3 separate regions of the Mus musculus genome follow, and regions 1 and 3 are each linked to region 2. The links are chromatin contacts, called in public promoter capture Hi-C maps. All regions are on one chromosome and are shown on one strand. The core of a region is the stretch at or near the end of the contact, and the rest is flanking DNA. Distances in the headings are between cores, read along the strand shown.

Region 1 (3,419 bases), core at 314-2,813, 210 kb before region 2:
ATGGACGGTCATTCAAATCCTGAGATATCCATCCTACAAGTCCCTCATGCCTATGACTTTTTTTTTGCACCACCAGCACCCCCTTTTTCTTGTATCCACAGTCAATCGCTCCCCTTCCTTAGGCTAAGGCAAAACAGACTATTCTCTTCCCTGACCCACCATTGCTAGCCATCGCCCCAGAAGTGTTTTCCTCCTGACCACACCTCCTGCTATACCCTCTCTGGCCTAGCACACTTGCACCTCCAGCTCCTCTGATCGCAGGGCCAACCTCAGGAAAGCCATCAGTGGGATTTAGTCTCTCCCTATGTTCCTGGCACTGGCTGTCATGTCTGTGGTACTCAGATGGCCAGATTGTGCGTCCTGATATCTGAGCTTGTTCACACCACCCAACCCAAAGCCACTTCCAATCAAGGCCTCTCCTCCAAAGCACCTGGCACAAGGGCTCTGTTTACTGTCCTGTCTAGACAAAGACATAAAATTTAGTGTCACCCATGACAGCGATGCATTCAACCTGCTCCTGGTGACACCACAGTAACCCTCAAACTCCATCTCAGCTTCTGCCTCTTCCATTCACCCCTGGGGTTCTCAGTGCGCTTCTATAAGGTGTTTAGGAGTCATCTGCCCACAGCAGGGCTCCTCCTTGTCAGGTACACCCACTCTCACTCCCACTGGTAGGTACTCCTCTCCCAGGACGCACAGGCTGGACCCACCCCTGCCCACCTGGAACTCCATTGGCTACAGCCAAAACCTGAGAATTCCCTTCCTCTTAGCAATTGTCCAGGCCGAATAGCCTGCTGCTGGCCAACCCATTCCATCATCTGCACACCATCGCTCCCTTGCTCGGTCACTGTCAAATACCAAATGTCACGAGCCAATTGGTAATGGGACAGACCCCAACCGCTAAGAGAGGAGTGCCCGGCCTTCAGAAAGCCAGAACCCAAGCCTTACGACCCCTCCCCCACACTCTGCCCTAGCCATGTTCCCAGAGACCCAGCCCAGGTCCACCTGGCCTGAGTCTCCCACGCCAGGCCCAAATGCCCTAGCAACCCTGCCCCCTGTTCAAGCCTCACACCAGAGAGAGATTCAGGGCCTCCAAGCCCTAAAATGCCTGTCTCTCTCTCTCTCTCTCTGACGCTTTGCAAGATACCCTCTTAGCATCTCCAAAGGAGAGGCTGAGGCGAAGGAGGGTCCTCTCCTCCTCAACCCCGTTGAGGAGGGTCTAATGGCTCCCAGCAGGTTGCGTTTCAGTTTGTCTTTTCCCACTAAAGGTTTCCCCAGTGGGGCTTGGGCCTGGTCCCGCCGCCATGCAGCTGCCCCTGCCCAGCCCACGGCCTGCAGCCTGGGGGCGGGAATAGTATAGGCCCACTGGCAGTCGCTACCGCTGCCGCTGCCGCTACCGCTGCCGCTGCCGTTGCCGTTGCCGCCGCCGCCTACCGCCCAGCTCTGCCGACCCGCTTGGCTCAGCCACCCGCCTCCTGCTGTCCCGCCGTTCGCATCCCGCGCTTACCCGGCCGGCCAGATGCAGCGCGCCGGCCGGCCCCGCCGAGCCTCCGCGCCGGGCCCAGGCGCTCCGTGCTGCGCTCCGCCCCTCCGCCGCGGGCACCGCCTCCGGCCGAGGCTCCGCCCCGCGCCCCCTGGACGCCCGGACCCCAGCCAAGAGAGGACCCAGGTCCTAAGGCTGTTGCGTAGTTCAGGTTGCCATGGCGACAACTCTGCGCGCTCAGGACAGGTGGCACTAGGTGACAGACAACCTAGCATCCACCCCAGACCCTGTGGTCAGTCCACTCGGCCTCACTCACAGCAAAAAAATTGTCAAAGAGTCCTCCTCACACCATGAAATGGCTCTGTATGTAGCTCTCCAAGCTCAGACCCTGACAGCCAATAAAGCGACTCTGCTTTCCTGCTTCAGGAAGACCTCTGGACTGGGACCCGCGGAGGTGGCTGGACAAAGGGGTGGGACTAAGTGCCCCGCTAGCTAGCCGCAGTTATACCTCCTGGCCAGACCTCAGCAGTGGCTCACAGGCTCACAGGGACACACACACGTTAGGGCCTAGATCCCAACACTGGAGTGTTATACTCTATGGGGAAAACCCAGCTGTGAGGCTTTCAGTCAGTACAAGGAGGGCCAAATGGGAGTGCATCGAGGCTCCAGGATAAGACTTCTCTCCAGGTCCTGCCTTCACTGAGTGACCCATTCCTTACCTGACAACCCAATAGCAGGGCTGCCCTGCCCAGAGGACAACAGGAGGCTAACTGGTTGCCTACGCTTCTTCCCAGAGCTGCAGCTTCGCTCTGCAAGCACTGAGGGCAAGAGAGCTGAAGGAACTTGAAGGGGGGAGCTCCTGTCAGCAGCCTAAATGACATTGGGTACACTTGGCAGCCAGCTCTGAGTGATGCATTCTGTTCTGGTGACCCTGGGAAGCTAGAATATCAGGCCATACTGGGTCACCCTCCTAGTAGGGGGTGGTTCCAAGATGCCCATCGTCGGGAGAGAAGGCTAAGGAACAGCCCTGTAGTAAGCAGTATGAGCCCCAACCAACCAGCTCTCTCCCCAGAAGTGCAACAAGACCCCGAAGCTCTCGTGTACCCAGGAAGAGGCCCTGCATCTAGCAAGGAAAGGTTCGATCTCCTCAACCTAGAGAACCAGGGGCCTGGGGGGAGAACACCCCTGACAGAGTCAAGCAGGAGTGAGGAGGCGGCTGGGAGGAGAAGGACAGGTGGCAGGTGGCAGCCCTGTCTGCTCTGTTTCTTCCTTCGTTCTCCTACTTCCTCTCAGCCACGGTTAACCCAACCCTCACCTAAAACCTGCCAGCTTGCCTCAGTGCTCTCTCTGTATCCCATGCCAGCATCCTCGAATCTGTGGGCAAACACAGGGAAAGGGGACGCTCCAGCTCTGCTCATAGTCAGGACCACAAAAGGAGACATCACCCAGGAACCATATGGGTGGGTGGTCCAGAGTCTTTACGAAGGTCCTTACAAGAGAAAGGCTAGGGTGGGTGGGTATGGGGGACTTTTGGTATAGCATTGGAAATGTAAATGAGCTAAATACCTAATAAAAATGGAAAAAAAAAAGAAAATCAGACCGGCAAAAAAAAAAAAAAAAGAGAAAGGCTAGAGGGTCAGGTCAGAGGGTGAGGAGGCTGCACCACCAGAAAGAAGGGGCCAGGGGTCAGGGGCATGGACTTCTGTAGAATCTGATTCAGTCAGCATATGGATTCTACAGGGCCCCAAAAAGAAGCAGCCTTGATACGAGCCTACTGGGGCTTAGGCCTGTACCACCACACAAGCAAACTGTATTGCTTCAAGCGCTTGCTACAGCCACAGTGAGAAACCAATGCATTTTCTGACCTGAAGCAACTCCACACAACTAAAAGGCAGTGGAGATTATTGCTGTGGCCACACCTGTAGTTCCGGCTCTC
Region 2 (3,582 bases), core at 637-3,136:
ACCTTCCCACACTGCACCTCTGTCATTCCTTCTTGCCCAAAGTAGCTGAGCTCACTGCCGTCCAGGACAGCACTGGCAGTGTAGAAGGTGTCCTGCTCCACCTGGACCGGGTGCTCAAACCAGACTGGGAAAGTGTTGCTGGATCCGTCTGAAACAAACTTGGTGAGGTTCTGAGCCAGGACCATCCCTAGCCGCTTGAGTTCAATCTTGACGCTGTACTCAGCCTTCCCAGAGCTGGACCCATACAAGCCCAGCCCAGCAATGAACACCCTTCTGTCCACTGCAAACTGGATGCTGTCACAGCGTCCACGGTACCTCCACTGGTTACTTCGGTAGGCAGAAGACTGGAAGCGGTGGCACCTTTGTGGAGCAAGGCCCTTCCTCTTGGTCAGGGGGAAGTCAAGGAGGGGCTTTTTGGCAGCAGTGTACCAAAGGAAGATGTTGTGGGTCTCTTCTAAGGTCAGGATGTCTGACTGGGCGGCACCATTGGCAAACTCCTCTAAGGTCATAGTTGGAATTCGGACCAGGTAGAGGGCTCTTCCCAAAACATGCCTCTTGTTGTGAGGAGTGACTGGGAGGCCCTGTCTCTTACATTCTGCCTCAGCCCAGTTCAGGACGGCCTCGAAGACCACAGCCTCCTTGGTATTGAGGGCCTCCCTGGTCACAATGATCTCCAGTGTCTGCCGGTCAATTTCACAGAAGCCTTCAGACCTCAGGGCCATTTCAGCTTGTGCATCAATGACTTCCCAGCATCTCTGGGTCAGTTCAGGCTCCTCAAACAGTCGGCTCTGGGACAGCAGGACACAAGCATTTTTGGCTTCCAGACTTGTTTCCAGAAAGTTGACGCAGGCCTTGGCCAGGGCAGGCACGATGTACTTCTTAGCAGCATACAGAGTGGCAAGCACTGTGTCCGCCTCCAGGTCGATCTCATCGCTGTACATGTACCTGCGTAAGGCAGGGGCTCTCCTGGGGAGCTGCAAGGGCTCCCCTGCACAACCTCTGGGGTTGTAGCAAACAGGTAGGGGACCATTGGAAGGTAACCACCCCATCCTTCCAGACCCAGCGCACAGCACTTACTTTAGCAAGACCAAGAAGGCAGCAGGCTCCACATCGGGAATGTGGATTTCTGACTTCACTTCCGCAAGATCCCCGTAGAACATGGCATAGAAGACGGAGCTGCCGACAGCCAAGACATACTGTGGATGAAAGAAAACCACCTGAGCTACAGGGCAGTAAACAAGGTCCAGGGAGACGCACCTAGCCAGGCCCACCAGGGGACAGGGCTGCGCCCTTACCCACCTTGTGGGCGGGCACACGCCTGGCAGCCCCCAGAGCCCCCACGATGAAGTGGACGTCAGCCATCAGCTCGTTGTTGAACATGAGCGCATTCCTGCAAAGGGCAGAGGCACACGGGCTGGAACGGCGCGCGCCCGGGCTCCAGAGCCCGGGGGCGGGCGGCGGCTCACCTCTCGCGCAGCGTAGGATGGAAGGACTGCCAGTTGGGGCTCTCGGGATTGTTGTTGTCTGGCAAGGGCGGCGCGGGCAAGGGCGGCAGCGGGGCGGGTGCCAGGCAGGGCGGGCAGCAAAGCCCGACCTTCGTGCTCTCGGCTGCGCCTGCCGCGTTGCTGTTGGCGATGTCGGTGGCAGTAGCTGCAGAGGGACTGGCGGGCGGGTACAGTTCCGCGGCCATCTTCGCTACTGCCGGGGCGGGCTCCGCACTGGTCGGTGCTGCGCCGCGCGCCTTCGCGCCGCGACGGGGCCTGGGAAACGGCTCTGCGAGCACCAGCAGGGAGGTTAGGCACTGCGCCACCCGCCCATGCAGGCAGGCGAGCGGCAGCAGCATGGGGCCACGCCGGCCCTGCCCGCTACCCACCCGCACCCCACACCCCTCACCGAGCCCGCGGCTCGGCCGCAGGGGGCGCCGTCCCGCCCGTACCCACTGCTGCGGCGCCGGCGTCTCTCGTCACTGTGCGTCAAGACGCGACTCCTCGTTCCAGGGCCCCGCCCCTGGGGGAGGTGTTGAAGCTCCGCCCGGGTGCCCAGGTTTAAGGGCGAGTTGTGGTTGCACCTTCTATCACTCAGAAATGAGATTTTTTTTCCAACAGCTCAGGCTTTGAAAAATCACCTGACCCAGCTAGCTTTTCTTCGTGGAGGAAATGAGTCTCTAACGCAAGGCTTGATCTCCCTTTTTGTGTACAGCTTCTTTAACAGAGCACAAAGTCAAGGGCAGTACACCTGTTATGTCGGAATTTCTTTTTCTGTCATGAGTCTAGACCTCATGTGCCACAGGGTGACCTCAAACTTTCTACATAGACCTTCCTTTCTAAGTTGACTACTCCAATGGGTTACATTTTGTTTGCCAGTTTATCCAACCGTGTATATATCAACTCTATATCCCAGTTGTGCTGACCATAGGGAGGCAATTTTATCCTTTCCAGATCCTAATTGCAATTCTTTGGGTCTTTATCCAGAAGTGAGATGATTGGATAAAATGGTAGCTCTTGATTTCTCATTTTTATTTTATGGATGTGGATGTTTTGCCTGTACCTGGTGTTTGCAAAGGCCAGGAGAGGCTGTTGGATCTCCTAAGACTAGAGATACAGATGGTTGTGAGCTGTGAGCTGTGGGTAGATGGGTGCTGGCTCTTCAGCAAGAGCAATAACCACTCTTAAGCACTGAGTCATATCCAGTGCTTCGTGCTCCCCCCGCCCCTTAGGTTTTGAGACAGGGATTTTCTGTGTAGCGCTGACTGTCCTGGAGCTAGCCTCAGATCTGCCTGCCTGCCTCCTGAGTGCACCATCACTGTCCAGATACAGTTACTTGTTTGAGCAAACTTTGCAATGGCCTTTGTTCGTGCTTGTATTATTTATCAGTCCTCCACAGCGTGCACTGCTCTTTTCCCTCATCCTGGGTAAACCTTGTTATAATGTTCTGGGTTTTATAGAGGCTATGCTAGTGGATATGAGGTGGAATCTTGATTGCTGATGTCAACCTTTCTGTGTTTCTTGGTCATTTGTATATCTTCTTGGAAGAAGTACCTCCATGAGTCGTTTGCCCACTTTCCAATCAGTCTGCTTCTTCACTGCATTGAGCTCAGTCTTTAGGACAGATGCTTTCTCCCTTTTTTGTGGTTGTCTTGACTGGACAGACTCCTTTGCTGCATTGATTCTTTGCAGTCTGAAGTTACTATGTTTGTCTGTTTTTGCTTGTGTTAAATCATTGCTCTGTGTTCTCCATGGTTTTGCTATTGGTGGTGGTTGTTGTTATCTTTTTAATGTGTACACCTTTGGTCTGTTTGGGCAGAGTACTACATGTGACAGTAAACTTTGTTTCCAGCCTGTTTGCTGAAGAGACTGCCCTTACATCTTGTGTCCTCCCCGCCCCCTTTATTTGTTTGCTTTTTTTGAGACGGGGTCTCGATGTGCAGCCCTGACTGTCCTGGAGCTCTCTATGTAGACCAGGCTGGCCTTGAATTCCTAGAGATCCACGTGCCTCTGCCTCCTGGGTGCTGGGATTACAAGCATGAGTCATCAGGCCCGTCTTGGTTTCTTTGTTCTTTAATACACGTGCCATCTTCATAAC
Region 3 (3,145 bases), core at 549-3,048, 220 kb after region 2:
CACTCTCCAGCCTTCAGACACCAGTCACAGCTCAGGCATGGCCTCCCGCATGGAACCCATGCCGGCTGAGCCTACACCTTTCCCAGGGCTGTGTCCTGCTTGTACCCTATGGCTCCCTCAGTGTCCCCTGATTTGGTGTCTTGAGTATGTGAATCTCAGTTCCTTATTCCAACCACAAGTGAAACCAGGCCTGAAAGTGCAGTTTCTGCTTGGGCTGCCTCATCCACCCTTCCTTATTAGCTATGAGCAGCTGCTTCCCTTCCCCAGCTGGCCCCCAAGTGTGGCCCCATGGTAGGCAGCTGGCTGTAAAGTGGGGCATGGCAAAAGGGCCACCAAGAGCCAAGCCTGGCCCTGCACTGCTGTCAAGGCTGGGGACGGCAAAGGAGGCTACAGCTAGTTAGGGTGGAGAACTCACCATGTTCCTTCAGTGGAGTCACTACAGAGTCAGGCCAGTCATTCAGGAGGCCCTGTGCACCCCAGATGGGTCACCCAACCCCTGGCACAGACACGAGCAAGGCACTGACTTCCCACCCTCCCAGCCTGAATGCTGTTTGGAACCTAAGGCACTGTATGATTGTAGTTGGTTGGTTGTGGAATCTGGGGGCTTCTTCAGTTCTGTGGGTCAGGCTATCACTCCAAGAGTGGTGAGACTAATTCCACTGTCCCTTAAGGGTTGTCTTGGACAGCAGCCTGTAGGCATGTGGCTAACCTTAGCACAGGGAATGGATTATAGGAGATAGGCCTGGGGCTCTATCTACCCTCGATGCCCAAAGTTACGGGGAAGTGGAGCCTAGAAACCACAGTGAGAGGATGGGGGCGGGGGAGAGGACCAGAGTCACCCACAGAGGCCCAGCACCCTCTTACCAGAGTTCCTTGAAGAAGGGAGTCAGGAGGTCACTTCCATCCAGATCATGGCTCATGTTCTTAGATATATCTCCCACCCTACCCATAGCAGGCAGCTCAAGTGACCGAGGCAGCTTCAGAAACCTAGCTTCTGGCTCTGACCAGTCTTATAATGTCCAGTGGGGCACAGACATGAGGTTCTGGGCCAGGGTTACCAGGCAGGGCTATCCCTCAAAGAGCTGCTGGCCTACCTCTCCCAGCTGCTCTGAGAGAAGTGTTCTCATCCCCTAAAATAGTTGGATTGGCAAAAAGGCAAGAATGCAGCAGCCGTAATCTGGGACTTCCAAGGGCCACAGACTTCTGACCTCCTTGTGGTCACTGGGAGCTACTCTGAGGTCAGGGTAGGAGAACGATGAAGGGCGGCTCTAAGCATCTGCAGACCTGTCACATCCTTGGTCCCTGTGGGTCTTTCGAATCCTTGGGGTGGGACTGTCTGGCTAGAGGGAAACACTCCCTGGTACTGGCATATCAGGAGAGGGGTGAGCTGGGGGATGGGCTTTAGAGCCCCCTGAGCCTCAAGGTTCTGGGGTTCCTGCCCTGTGGGCTAAACTGTGGACCCGAGGCGTGGGATAGGACAAAGCTGCCCAGTGGCTGGAGACTTTGATACCCATTGACCCTGGATCCATAGATCAAGCAAGGAGTGGACATCTGCCAGCCAATCTGGGTGGCTTGTGGGACCTAGGGTGCTGGGAGGAGGGGACTGTGGGAGGTAGACAGACACCCCTCTTGAGGCCCTCTGTCTGGCTCTAGCCTGGCTACCACTTACCTCTGGGTGCTCTTTCTTCTTGTCCATCCTGGTTCCAGCCACTGTCTGCAGGCTTTGCCTGTGCAGGCAGGCACCTGCCTCCTCTCTGGCCTGCTGCTTCCCCCTTCCATTCACTTCCTCTTTGTTCTGAGCACCCCACCCCCACGTCAAGACAGATCGGGTCTCTAGGGGGCGGAGCTGAGAACTTTCACCTCTGGAGAAAAATCTACCCTGCTTGCTCCTAGAGAGGGTCCCTCAGTCATAAACCAAATGTTGGAATTAAGTTTGACTGCAAACACCAAAGTCTCAAGTAAGAGAGCCTCAAACTGACTTAACTTCTCCAGGGGCTCATATATTGAAGACTGGTAATTTTATTGAAGTTGCATCATGAGCTAATTAACAAATTGTGCAATGATAGCCATGATGGGAGGAGGTGGAAACTGTGGAAGGTGGGGCCTGATTGGAGGATGTAGGTTTCTGGGGCAGGACTTGGCTCGCCATGTCTTATGCCTGGGTTCTTCATCTCTCTCTGCTTCCTGTCTGTTATAGGGCAAGCTGCTTCCCTCTGCCTTGCTGCTGTTACTATGCCTGGCCACACTCTAGTTCCATGGGAATGGCAACAGCTGACATTGGTTAAAACCTCTAAAGCTGCAAGCCAAAATAAGTCCTTCATCCTTCAAACAGTTTACCTCAGGTCTGCGTCATAGTGAAGAAAAACTGACTGACCCACCAACCATACCCTGCAACCAGTTTCTGGAGAAGTTATCAGTGACACAGTCACAGGAAGTCTTAGCCTCCAAACCCTGGAATTCAAACTTCACAGCCCTAGAATGGCTTCCAAAGCTCAGCCATCACCTCATATCCCTAGCATAGAATGAAGCATCCCCAGAACACTTCTGGAGACTGGAAAGGGAACTTCCATTTATCTATATTAGCTACAACTCAATCTACGCTTGGCCACAGGGCCATACCTAGCTGCAAGGGAAGCTGGGATCTGGAGGTAGCCATGACTCACCCCGCTGAGGAATTCAGGTGAGGCTGTTCCCTGGCCTGTCCACAAACATAGGCTTACTAGTGGCTCCTTGAAGGGATTCTGCCTCCCCTCATAGTCCAAGATGGATCTTCTGAAGACCAAACCTTGTTGCCTTTAGATCAGGGTCTTGGGAACAGCCCCAACTTTGAACAGGGTCCAGGTTGACTTCCCTCCTCCTTGGCAGGCAGTAGGCCTCAGTTCAGGGATATGGCCTCAGAGTGTCCTCAGGGGAAGAGTGCCAACCTCACAGGGTGGGGAGTACTCCTGAGGAGCAGGGCCTGACCTCAGTGACCCGTGTCCAGCCTGGTGGGCAAGAAAGTGAGCAGAAAAGGGACCATCCTTCACTTCCTGTGGGATAATGCCCTAACTTGGCTTTGGGGTTGTTGTGGGTTATCCACCAGAGAAGACAGCGCAGACATGGGTCTAAGCCAATAGATTCAGGATCCCATTGTAGCCCCAAGCCT

The links. Capture Hi-C pulls out chosen DNA fragments and counts their contacts.
Region 1: a contact with region 2 is called in a promoter capture Hi-C map of adipose tissue. The contact joins the promoter of Tmem121 here to the promoter of Btbd6 in region 2. A contact is called at or near these places in 4 of 39 promoter capture datasets (cranial neural crest, neural stem cells, pre-B cells and 1 more), 1 of 15 datasets of contacts at CTCF or cohesin (large pre-B cells) and 2 of 9 other capture datasets (adipose tissue and liver).
Region 3: a contact with region 2 is called in a promoter capture Hi-C map of liver. The contact joins the promoter of Pld4 here to the promoter of Btbd6 in region 2. A contact is called at or near these places in 14 of 39 promoter capture datasets (the 3T3-L1 cell line, the C10 cell line, the HPC-7 cell line and 8 more), 6 of 484 Hi-C or Micro-C datasets (B cells, the N1E-115 cell line, cerebral cortex and 3 more), 4 of 115 datasets of contacts at active chromatin or transcription factors (the HPC-7 cell line, T-cell acute lymphoblastic leukemia, embryonic forebrain and 1 more) and 4 of 9 other capture datasets (adipose tissue, embryonic stem cells, liver and 1 more).

Annotation. Positions count from the first base shown.
Region 1 is chr12:113,184,047-113,187,465 of GRCm38.p6, reverse strand. Tmem121 (transmembrane protein 121) reads right to left here and starts at 1,563. Exons shown (of 2, transcript NM_153776.2): 1 at 1,508-1,563.
Region 2 is chr12:112,974,867-112,978,448 of GRCm38.p6, reverse strand. Btbd6 (BTB (POZ) domain containing 6) reads right to left here and starts at 1,886. Exons shown (of 4, transcript NM_201646.2): 1 at 1,467-1,886; 2 at 1,300-1,390; 3 at 1,078-1,196; 4 at 1-945. The coding sequence starts at 1,843. All of the region lies in intron 5 of Brf1 (BRF1, RNA polymerase III transcription initiation factor 90 kDa subunit), which reads left to right.
Region 3 is chr12:112,759,308-112,762,452 of GRCm38.p6, reverse strand. Pld4 (phospholipase D family, member 4) reads right to left here and starts at 1,798. Exons shown (of 11, transcript NM_178911.4): 1 at 1,670-1,798. The coding sequence starts at 1,696.